Regions from separate parts of the Mus musculus genome. Here all the other regions are linked to region 3. Evidence: chromatin contacts called from public HiCAR-type data. All regions are on one chromosome and are shown on one strand. Each heading gives the region's core, a stretch centred on a gene start, on an enhancer-like site or on the middle of the called end of the contact. The rest is flanking DNA. Distances are from core to core; before and after follow the strand shown. Region 1 holds the start of Ccdc150 (coiled-coil domain containing 150). Region 2 holds the start of Pgap1 (post-GPI attachment to proteins 1). Region 3 holds the start of Hibch (3-hydroxyisobutyryl-Coenzyme A hydrolase).

What was found. HiCAR-type assays count read pairs that join an accessible place to other places.
Region 1: a HiCAR-type map of astrocytes shows a contact between it and region 3, with 2.9 times the contacts expected there. The contact joins the promoter of Ccdc150 here to the promoter of Hibch in region 3. A contact is called at or near these places in 2 of 39 promoter capture datasets (hippocampal neurons and liver) and 1 of 115 datasets of contacts at active chromatin or transcription factors (astrocytes).
Region 2: a contact with region 3 is called in a HiCAR-type map of astrocytes, with 4 times the contacts expected there. The contact joins the promoter of Pgap1 here to the promoter of Hibch in region 3.

The regions. Positions count from the first base shown.
Region 1 is chr1:54,248,545-54,252,201 of GRCm38.p6, forward strand. It overlaps Ccdc150 (coiled-coil domain containing 150), which reads left to right and starts at 2,139. Exons shown (of 28, transcript NM_030025.2): 1 at 2,139-2,341. The coding sequence starts at 2,285. It overlaps Gm51622 (a long non-coding RNA gene), which reads right to left and starts at 2,069. Exons shown (of 3, transcript XR_003947818.1): 1 at 1,745-2,069. Gm25829 (a small nuclear RNA gene) reads right to left here and starts at 664; the gene lies at 558-664.
Region 2 is chr1:54,555,778-54,559,169 of GRCm38.p6, forward strand. Pgap1 (post-GPI attachment to proteins 1) reads right to left here and starts at 1,907. Exons shown (of 27, transcript NM_001163314.2): 1 at 1,657-1,907. The coding sequence starts at 1,803.
Region 3 is chr1:52,843,245-52,846,809 of GRCm38.p6, forward strand. Hibch (3-hydroxyisobutyryl-Coenzyme A hydrolase) reads left to right here and starts at 1,794. Exons shown (of 14, transcript NM_146108.2): 1 at 1,794-1,900. The coding sequence starts at 1,866.

The DNA.
Region 1 (3,657 bases), core at 889-3,388, 1.4 Mb after region 3:
TGTGTCTCCTGTAAGCAGCAAAATGTTGGGTCTTGTTTGTGTAGCCAGTTTGTTAGTCTATGTCTTTTTATTGGGGAGTTGAGACCATTGATGTTAAGAGATATTAAGGAAAAGTAATTGTTTCTTCCTGTTATTTTTGTTGTTAAAGTTGGCATTCTGTTCTTGTGGCTGTCTTCTTTTAGGTTTGTTGAGGAATTACCTTCCACCTTGTTTTTTCTAGGGCGTTGTTCCCGTTCTTGTATTGGTTTTTTTCTGTTATTATCCTTTGAAGGGCTGGATTCGTGGAGAGATAATGTGTGAATTTGGTTTTGTTGTGGAATACTTTGGTTTCTCCATCTATGGTAATTGAGAGTTTGGCTGAGTATAGTAGCCTGGGCTGGAATTTGTGTTCTCTTAGTGTCTGTATAACATCTGCCCAGGCTCTTCTGGCTTTCATAGTCTCTGGTGAAAAATCTGGTGTAATTCTGATAGGCTTGCCTTTATATGTTACTTGACCTTTTCCCCTTACTGCTTTTAGTATTCTATCTTTATTTAGTGCATTTGTTGTTCTGATTATTAAAAATATGGAACGCTTCACGAATTTGCGTGTCATCCTTGCGCAGGGGCCATGCTAATCTTCTCTGTATCGTTCCAATTTTAGTATATGTGCTGCCGAAGCGAGCACAAGTCAACATTTTAAAATTAGTTGAAAATTTGGAGGGAGATCAAAAAAAATAAAGTGTGTCTAGTCTCTTCAAAGACAACATTAGAAGCAGAGTATGGCAATATATGTTTGAAACTATCATTCAGGAGGTTGAAACAGGAGAATTTTCTTGAGTTCAAGGCCAACCTAGACTATATTAACATGACTCTCAAAAAGTAAAAACCCAACAAACAAATAAACAAAAATATCCACCCAAACCAACCACAAAATTAGATGTTGAATGTGATGAATTTTCAATTAAAGAGAAACCGAATCTCTAGCTGATAAATTTATTATCAATATTGAAAATTTTAAATCCATTTCTCCAACTTTGCAATTGTTTGACCTAAATTCTTACTTGCCAGGTGATGGACACAAGAAGTGAAAGGCACCGACTTAATTCAGTTTAACTCTCTGACTACTGCCTAATCGGGAGACGTGAGCTTGTGAATTTTCTCATCTCACCAAAGCCTGAGGCTTTTCTGGGGAGTGCATACATGTGTCCTTCATCTGTTCTACAGAAAAATCTTGTTGAATGGAAGTGAAATCATATATACACTGAAAATTACCAGCTTTTTTTTTTTTTTTTTTTTTTTTTGCACTAATGCGTTTTCATTTTTATGTTTAAAGTTGTTTTTGAACAAAGGCATTTCTTTTCATGGGTCATTCACAGTCTTATGAATGTCTTAACAGCTGTGGCTCAATGGGCAGGTATCCTCCCCCCTGCTCAGGAGGCCCCAGTCACCAAAAGAATCAGAATAGCATTTCTGTCAAGACACCTGCGAAGTGACAACTCTCAGACTCAACTCTCAGACTAGGTTTATCAGGTTTATTCCCTCAGCCAGAAGGAAGAGCTTTGATTGCCCTGTGTGGGGTACCAATCATTTGGTCCTGTGTCCTGAAACTCAGGTGAAGTTGAATACCACGTTCTTAACTATAGGAGGGTTTTCACGAAGTGTAAACACTTTTAAGGCAAAACTGAAAAACATGACACCTTTTTTCTCCTTCCCCGGCTTTTCCCTTCTTTCCCTTCCTTCCTCCCTTTCCACCGGCTTCGTTTACCTGTCAACAAGGAATCAAAATCTACGCTGAAGAGACAGAAGACTAGAGAGTAGCGTCTGCGTGGCTTACTCTCTACCTGATCGTTATGAAAGAGGACCGAGTGGATTCTTTTGACAAGAACGAGCTGATTTTTTTTACATTCTTGTGTTCATTAACAAAATATTTGTTAGTTTCTCATAGTTCATACGTTATTTGGTCCTCTGGTTCTCCAACAACTGAAAACATCTGATCTTGGCCTCTTCTTGCTTCCTGCAGGGTGCGCCTAGTAATTAGGGCAAAGCCGACCCAATCGAGGAGAGGGCAGCAACTACGTTTCCCAGCGTGCTCTGCTGGAAACACAATGGAGTTTGGCGTCATCCGGGTCACGTGGTCTCGCGTTTCCCGGAGCACTGAGGGATTCCGGCCAGGGTCCCTCCCCAAGTGGAGGGCCCTGCTGGGCCGGGAAAACTACACTTCCCGGCATGCCTCACCTCGGGTGCGCCTGCGTGCCGGAGCAACCCTGCTGGCGAGCGGGTTGGTTTAAAGAGCTGTTTTAGTTCCATGGAAACAAACTTGCTGCCTGGAGGACCGAGCTACGGGCTGTTGGATGAATCAGGGGTGAGGCTGCCGGGCCCACACAGGAAACTGAGGTGGGCGGCTTAGGGGGAGAGACCACGCCTCAGAACAAGGTTCCTTTCCCTCCCAGCCCGAGTCCAGTCCGGCCCTGGAGACCTCTAGAGCCTCGGTTTACCTTGCTTCAGCACCCTGCCTGGCTGTGAAAACAAGCCAGGTTAAGTTGGCCTTGGTTGGACCACAGCTGCAGAAGGGTGGCCAGCCGCTGAGACCTCTACTTTAGTTGCTGTTCCCCATTTAGGTATACAGTTAGTTGAAGGTTCCTGGCGAAGGCTTTTTCAACATTAAGGCATGGTTTTCTGCCACTTGTTATCCTCCCTGGTTTGCTTCCTGGACGTGAGGCGTCTCCATTTGTATTTGTACACTGTTTCTTGCTTGAGCGGAGATAGATGTTTGTTAAGTATTGTCGTGTTTGGCACCCACAACAGCCAAGATACTATGCTAGGCTCAACAACACCAACAAAAGGATTGTAACCCTACGTGAATCAACGTGGGTCAAACACAGATTCTTGGGGTTTTGTTGGTTGGTTGGTTGGTTGGTTTGTGGACTTCCCCCGTGCTAGGGAATTATACACAGGGACAAATAAAGGGCTATTTTAAACTAGCTGCTTTCCAGGCACCATTTGGGACATAACACACACCCGTTTCCTTCCTCCGACAGAAATTGCATGCTCCGCGACAGTAAGATCCATTCTGATGCTGACAGCAGATATCTAGAAACCCTTTAGAGACATGAATACAAATGTGGTGTCTCTCAGTCTATGCTACAAATGCCATAGTACGATTAATGCCAATAACCCCTTTTGCACACGACTTGGTCCATGGTTTGATGAAGACAAGCAGGCACTTCACCTGCATAGGACTAAATTCTATTTTGTCATCTGAAGAGAGAGAACTGAAGCCAGAAGGTAGAAAGGAACATACAAGACCTAAGATGGGAGGAACCTGGGTTATTGCACAGCGGAGTGCCTGCCAAGACCATTTGGTAGTGTGTGCCTGTAATTCTAGCCTTGGGAGGTAGAGACCTGAGGAGAAGTTTAAAGTCATCCTCACATCGAGTTTGAGGGAAGCTTGAGCTACACAAGACCCTGCCTCAAACCTAAAATAAGTAAATAAATAAACCGTAATGAGATGCATTTATGTATTCCTTCCTTAGCAGACCCTTCCTGGTAAGCTTGTGTGTTTTTTGAGATCCCAGAAAGGCAGCTTTTTTCTTTTGCTGCCTCCTTTCTCCCTTTTTCTGGTTCTGACACCAGCCAAAAATTTGCCCTTAACACTGGTCTCTGGAGAGGCCTTACTCC
Region 2 (3,392 bases), core at 657-3,156, 1.7 Mb after region 3:
TAAAACTTCCACCACTATGATTATTACTGTGCACACAAATTATTAAGTGTCAAACTCCAAAACAGCAATTTGTACCAAAATAACTACATACCGACAAAAAAAGCCCACTAGCTCTTTTGTCTCAATGACACTAATTTTCTCTTTCTAGTCAATTTCATGAGGCACAAGGCCCATCTGTGAGATCCATATGCTTTGTTCTGAACATGGAGGCAATTTCTACTACTGCAAATATTAAAACAGACCAAATAATTGTGGGAAATCTAAAAATAAATGGAAACTATTGTTCCAAAATGATTTTATTGTAACCACTGAATACAGTACTACACTAAAGCGACCTGCTTCAATATTACCGAGTTTTCAAATTATTAAATCATAGGCAATGAAAGAGAACTAAAATAAACTCTATTTTCAGTTTTTAAAAAAACCCTAAAGTTCTTATTTTTAACTATTAAGATTCTAATGAACATAAGCCAACATCATATCAGTTCATTAGCTTTGGAATTAACACTAACTTGTTAAAAATCTCCAAAAGCATCTGAAATGCAGTGTTCACTTTCCCTCATAACCACTGATGCAAAATCAAGGTAGGAACTCATCTACTAGAAAATATCCATGGGAAAGGATGCTTGCTCCTCAGCAACTTAAACTTCAGTTTTTAAATGTAAATAAGAGAGCATCAAACAGGCTCCCTCTATAAGGACCTGTACACAGACTCAATCCTGATTTTCATTCTTTATCGACAGAAAAAAAAATCTGCTATGATCCTAAAAGTATACTAAGAATGCACCTTATCAAAATGTATTATGCATATTTTATAGGAGTTATTATAATAGATATTCCAAAATTTAGATTCATTTAGAAATCTCAAGAAAAATATCACCAAAGGGAATTTCTCCTGACAGCTGTGTAATTTGTTATCATCTCTTTCTACTGCTGGTCATGAATGAAATTTTAGATTCTACTACGCGGAACAAATGAAGCAATTAATGAAAGCATTCAAATTAGAACAGAGGAGGTGGGGGGGGGCGATGAAAGAGGAGGCAGATCCTGTTAAACCCAGTGAGAAGACAAAATAACACCAGAATGTACATGCAACCGATTATAACAGATATCGTAATCGATTATGCAGGTCACTGACTGTTCAGAGGCATGCGAAAACACAGGTACGCACACTCACACACCCACGGACTCAAAACCTACAGAACAGGTGGATCGGCAAAATTCTCCACCGGAGGAAAACTAGATAGTTTTCAGTTTAATTATTAATCAGGCCAGTCTGTCACTTCACCCAGAGGTAAAACCTCAGAGCCTCTTTTTTAAATCAGCTTTGGCAACTCTGCAAGACGCTGCTTCTTTCCAGAAAAGCGAAATCTGACGCACGCCCATCACTGGGCGCGAAGAGAAATCATCTCCTTGCAAGCAAAGGAGGGTCCGGGAAGTATAAGGATTGGGGAGAGGGACCAGAGCTGGCTCTCTGGCGGTCAGAAGTCGGGGTCCGGAGTCTGGGTGGGGGACGAGGGGTCGCGGAGGCGAGGATGCCCTGCCCAGCACGAAGCAGGAGACTTCGAGTGCCAGGAGAGCTCCGAGTCGGAGCGTTCCATCTGAGCCCGAGAGAAGCCCGGGAGGTGTGGGCGCGCAGGTAAGGGAGGGCCGTACCTGGTACTCGGGGTACTCGAACATGTAGCTCATGCTGCACTTGTTTTCCTCGAAGCCGAAGAAGACATCCCACAGCCCCAGGGTCGCCAGAAACACCATGAAGACATAGAACGCCAGATTCCAGAGGTTGACTGAGTGGAGAAACATGGTGCAGACGAGCGCCTCTACACCAGGAGAAGCTCGGCAGCCTAGACAGAGCGAGGGAAAGACTCCGGTGCCAAGCCGTGCCCAGCTGAGCAGCGCGCGCCTGCGCGGAGCCCGCCAGCACCCCCTCCCCTTCGCCTGCCGCTCAGCGCGCCTGCGCAACTGCGAGCAGCCGGCCCGCGGTGCCGCCCACGGAGGAGGGGGCTGTGGGCGTTTGCAGCGTGAGCGAGATTGTGTGCCTAAAAAATGGAATGAGAAAGCGGAGTGGGCTGGGCTGGAGGGCATGGAGAGAAAAGGGAGGGGGCGAGAGGGGCGGGGGGACGGGGAGTGGAGGAAGAAAGGGAGAGGGGGATGGGAGCGCGGGATCCCAGAGGCAGGAGAGGGAATGGCCGGGTGGGTACCGCAGGAATTGGCCAGGGGCAAGGATAACGCCCTAGAGTCCAGAGACTGTTAGAGATTCAGAGCTAACTGGCCAAGAGAGGCGGCACATCAAAGGCGTGTCAGGTGGCTGTCACGCACACCTTCCCCTGCAACAGTTTCAAACCCCATCCTGTTCAATTTTGAACCATCTCGGGCCTCCGCAATTTCGCTTCAAGGACCAACTAGCTTGATTCCAGAAGAGACAAATGGCTTTCCCCCTTCCTCTTAGACCACCGACTTGGGCCCTGTAGGTAGTAACAACACCTGCTCATTGAAACAAAACACACGACAGTCAAAGGAAATCCTGTTCTTGGTGGAAGCCTTAATCAGACGAAGTCTAAAAAAAAAAAAAACAATATAAAAATACCTACCAACATGATGTTCCCAGTTGGTACCTGCAGGACCAGGTCGGCACTGACTTGAGGTGCTCTCCAAGTCCCCCATGTCTCTGGGGACTGGTTCCACAATGACGTTAGAAGAGAATTTTGCTCAAGCTTCCACTCTTTCTCATAACTTAGTTCATTTTGAAGAATTTCCATTTGTCTTTACACAAAGGAAGGGGTTTTAAAAAAGCAAATTAAACCCATTGATAATACTTGTAACAGCTTCGAAACGCTGAAATGTTATGAGGTGTCAGCCCTTAAAGCTAACCAGACAGCAGATGAGTTTTGTGTGTGTGTGTGTGTGTGTGTGTGTGTGTGCGTGTGTGTGTGCACGTGCGTGCGTGCTGCTAACTTCAGAATTTTACTTAGAATGATCTTTGGCACTGACTCAATTTTATTTTATTAGATTAATTTTCTAGCAAATATTTTGAGGAAAGCTGGATAGGATGCATGAAATCAAAGAATTTCAAGACCGAAAAGGAAGCTAATTGTTTATCTTATACAAAACCCTGCTATTCACATCAAGAAGCTACAATCCAAAGGTAAAAGGGTAACAATTTTTTTAACCCTAGACAGAAACACTTGGATATCTAAGCAAATACACCTAGCTACAAGATACGGACTATTTGTAAAGAGAGGACTGGGAAAATGGACTGGTGAGCTGCTTTGAGGTATGGAGGTAGATTTGGAAGGGCCAGGAAAGTCTGGGTAATACTGAGTAGCAGGGCAATAGTTAGCTAATAAGCATTTAAGGCATACCATGTATGTTTTGGATGTTGTGGTGTGCCC
Region 3 (3,565 bases), core at 544-3,043:
TTGCTGTGTAGCCCAGGTGACCATTCTGTTTCAGGTTTCTGAGTGCTGGAATTATAGGTGTGTGTCATCGGGTCTGGTTTAAATTTACCTTTTCATTAAAAAATTATTAAAATTACACAGCCAGGCATGGTGGCACATGCCTTTCATCCCAGCACTCGGGAGGCAGAGGCAGGTGGATTTCTGAGTTCGAGACCAGCCTGGTCTACAAAGTGAGCTCCAGGACAGCCAGGTCTATACAGAGAAACCCTGTCTCAAAAAACCAAAAAAAAAAAAAAAATTACACAAACTCCTTCAGATCAATTAATACCTGCTGATTAAACTTAAAAGCCAAACATAGATAATCAACTGGGCATTTCAAGACAGCCTAGTCTAGGGAGCAAACTCCTTTCCTTTCCATTTTTTAAAGTAAAAACCACTACCGTATTTATTGTTTCTCAATATTACAAAGAAAAGGCAATGCAATCTTTTTACATTAAATGTGGTAGTAAAAAAATTATATTTAAAGGTTTTTGAAATTTCTTATTAGATATTTTCTTTATTTACATTTCAAATGTTATCCCCTCTCTTCCTTTCCTTCTCCTATGGAAACCTCCTATCCCCTCCCCCTTCCCCCTGCTTCTGTGACAATGCTCCCCCAACCAACCAACCCCCCTCTCTGGCTTCCCCATCCTGGCATTCCCCTACACTGGGGCATCCAGCCTTCACAGGACCAAGGGCCTCTCCTCCCATTGATGCCTGACAAGGCCATCATCTGCTACATATGCACCTGGAGCCATGGGTCCCTCCATGTGTACTCTTTGGTTGGTGGTTTAGTCCCTGGGAGCTCTGGGGGTTCTGGTTGGTTGATATTGTTGTTTGTCCTATGGAGTTGCAAACCAATTCAGCTCCTTCATTCCTTTCTTTAACTCCTCCATTGGAGACCCTGTGCTCAGTCCAATAGTTGACTGTGAGCATCCACCTCTTTGTCAGGCTCTGACAGAGCCTCTCTGGAGATAGCTGTATCAGGCGCCTGTCAGCAAGCACTTGTTGGCACCTACAATAAAAAGTCTCTGGGTTTGGTGACTATATATGGAATGGATCCCCAGGTGGGGCATTCTCTGGATGGCCTTGCCTTCAGTCTCTGCTCCACACTTGCCTCTGTATTTCCTCCTGTGGGTATTTTATTTCCTCTTCTAAGAAGGACCAAAGCACCCACACTTTGGTCTTCCTTCTTCTTGAGCTTCTTGTGGTCGGTGAATTGTATCTTGCCGAGCCTTTGGGCTCATATCCATACTGTGTGTTCTTTTGTGATTGGGTCACCTTACTCAGGATTGATACTTTCTAGTTCCATCCATTTGCCTAAGAATTTCATGAAGTCATTGTTTTTAATGGCGGAGTAGTACTCCATTGTGTAAATGTACTACATTTTCTATCTCCATTCCTCTGTTGAAGGACATCTGGCTTCTTTCCAGCTTCTGGCTATTATAAATAAGTTTTTCTACTTTTCTCTTTGCTTTGGTTACTCACCTCTCAGCTTTCGTCTTGGCTCCTCCTCTTCCTCCTCCCCTCACTAGTTAACGCCCCTAGCCAGGACCCGCCCCACCTTTACCCGGCCTGGCCCTGTCTAGTGTGGCCCTGCCCACTGCTCTTGCTGGTTTCCTAACTGCTCCTGTTTTGCCCCGCCCCGCCCCGCCCGGCCGGGCCCGTGAGCGTAGCGCAGCGGAAGTGTAGGCGTTGGGCCGCTCTGGCCCACCGGAGGACTTGTCATCAGTGACCCCGGCTCTCCTCTGCTCTCATCGGCTGTGGGCGGGGCTGTGGGCGGGTCTAACTACCAGAGCCGGTGGAACCACTACACTCTGCTTCTTCTGCTCTTGGGTTTTTAGGCCATGGGGCAGCCATATGCGTGGCGGCTCCTGTCGAGGTGAGTTGGTGAGCAAGGCAGAGCTAAGGGCCGGCTTGGGGGAAAAGGCTCACAAGTGTCCCCGCAGGTCTCGCAGATCTAGTCGCCTTTGTATGGCAGCCTCTGCTTTGCTGCCCCGCGGCGACCTCAGCGGCGATCGCAACGACATGCGTCCTCTGACTTTGCTCTTTTTCTTGCAACAGCACCTTCATTTTCCGTCCTCTAGCATCTGTTAGGCCTTGACGTCCCACAACTTTCTCCCCCCTCCGTTTGTCTCCTATTTATTTTCTTTCTTGGAACTGGGCGCTGTGTGGGGACGTGCCACCTGATTTACTGTGTAGGGTATTTTCTTAAGTCACACAGAAATGACAGGTTGTGTACCTGGGCTCCGGGTAAGGAACTTGATTATTTCAGCTAGCAGTAGTAGCAGCGCAGGCAATTGGAACTCACAGAATAATGTTGTGACCATTTAGCGTGGCTTGACCGGAGCAGTGCAGATATTAACTTTCTAAGAGTGTCTCTCACTGCAATCGGACCTTGGCAGAAGGAAATGTGGTAGCACCCATTTTAGGAGCTTTGGCTAGTGTAATTCCTTTTCCCCAGTACCATACGCAAAAACTTCAATTTCCCCCCTGTGGAACTCTTCACTGAAGTACTTTTGGGCGATGAAATGTGTGCTGTTAGACATCTGTGCAGTCTAGGAGCATCTCAGACGTGGAACGCACCCTTGTTCCGTCTGCACGTTTCTTATGCCTTACAGTCTGTTGTGGAAGGTTCCTGCAAAGGCATAGAATGTTTCTTAGTTCTAAATGAGTAGTTACCAGTGGAGTTAGGGAGATGGTTCCGCGGTTTTAAGAGCCTATACTGCTCTTAAAGGACTGGCTAAGAGGACAAAGTTCTGCTTCCCGTGTGGCTCATAACTACCTTTAACTCCGTCTCCAAGGAATCTGATAGTTTCTTCTGGATCCATTGGACACTTGTACTTACATGGGCATACATATATACATAGTTAAAAACACATCTTAAGCCGCGCATGGTGGCGCACGCCTTGAATCCCAGTACTTGGGAGATAGAGGCAGGGATTTCTAAGTTCAAGGCCAGCCTGGTCTATAGAGTGAGTTCCAGGATAGCCAAGGCTACACAGAGAAGTCCTGTCTCAAAAAACAGAACAAAACAAAACATCTTAAAAAGAATAGTGCCTTTTTAGCAGAAAGCACCAACGATACTCAGGTATTTTTGTTACATGTAGAAGTTGCCTTGCTTCTCTTTTTTCTTTTGTGGTGAATAATAGCATCTGCTCACATAATCATTGTTGTTGCTTCTTGATGATGGCAAATTCTAAATTATTTGGGAACAATAATTTAGAGGCATGTATATTAACAAAGTTAACTTCATCTAGAAAGATTCTGTCATTACTGTGGTTCAGCTTGTCCCTATTTCACTCCACATTTCAACATGTAAAGTGCCAGGACCAAATTGGACAGTACTGATCTGAGGTCTCCCTTTCCTAGATCCAGTCCTGGGATAGCAAAAGGGATTGGAGACAAGGTCATGCAGTCAAGAGGAGCGGATTCCACAAACCTGGAGGGAGATCCGGAGAGTTTCTGGAAGGAAAGGGGCGGGTGTGCCTTGGTTGATGTGATTGGCTAATGCCATTGAACTTAGCCTTCCTTTGCTCCTCTGGTG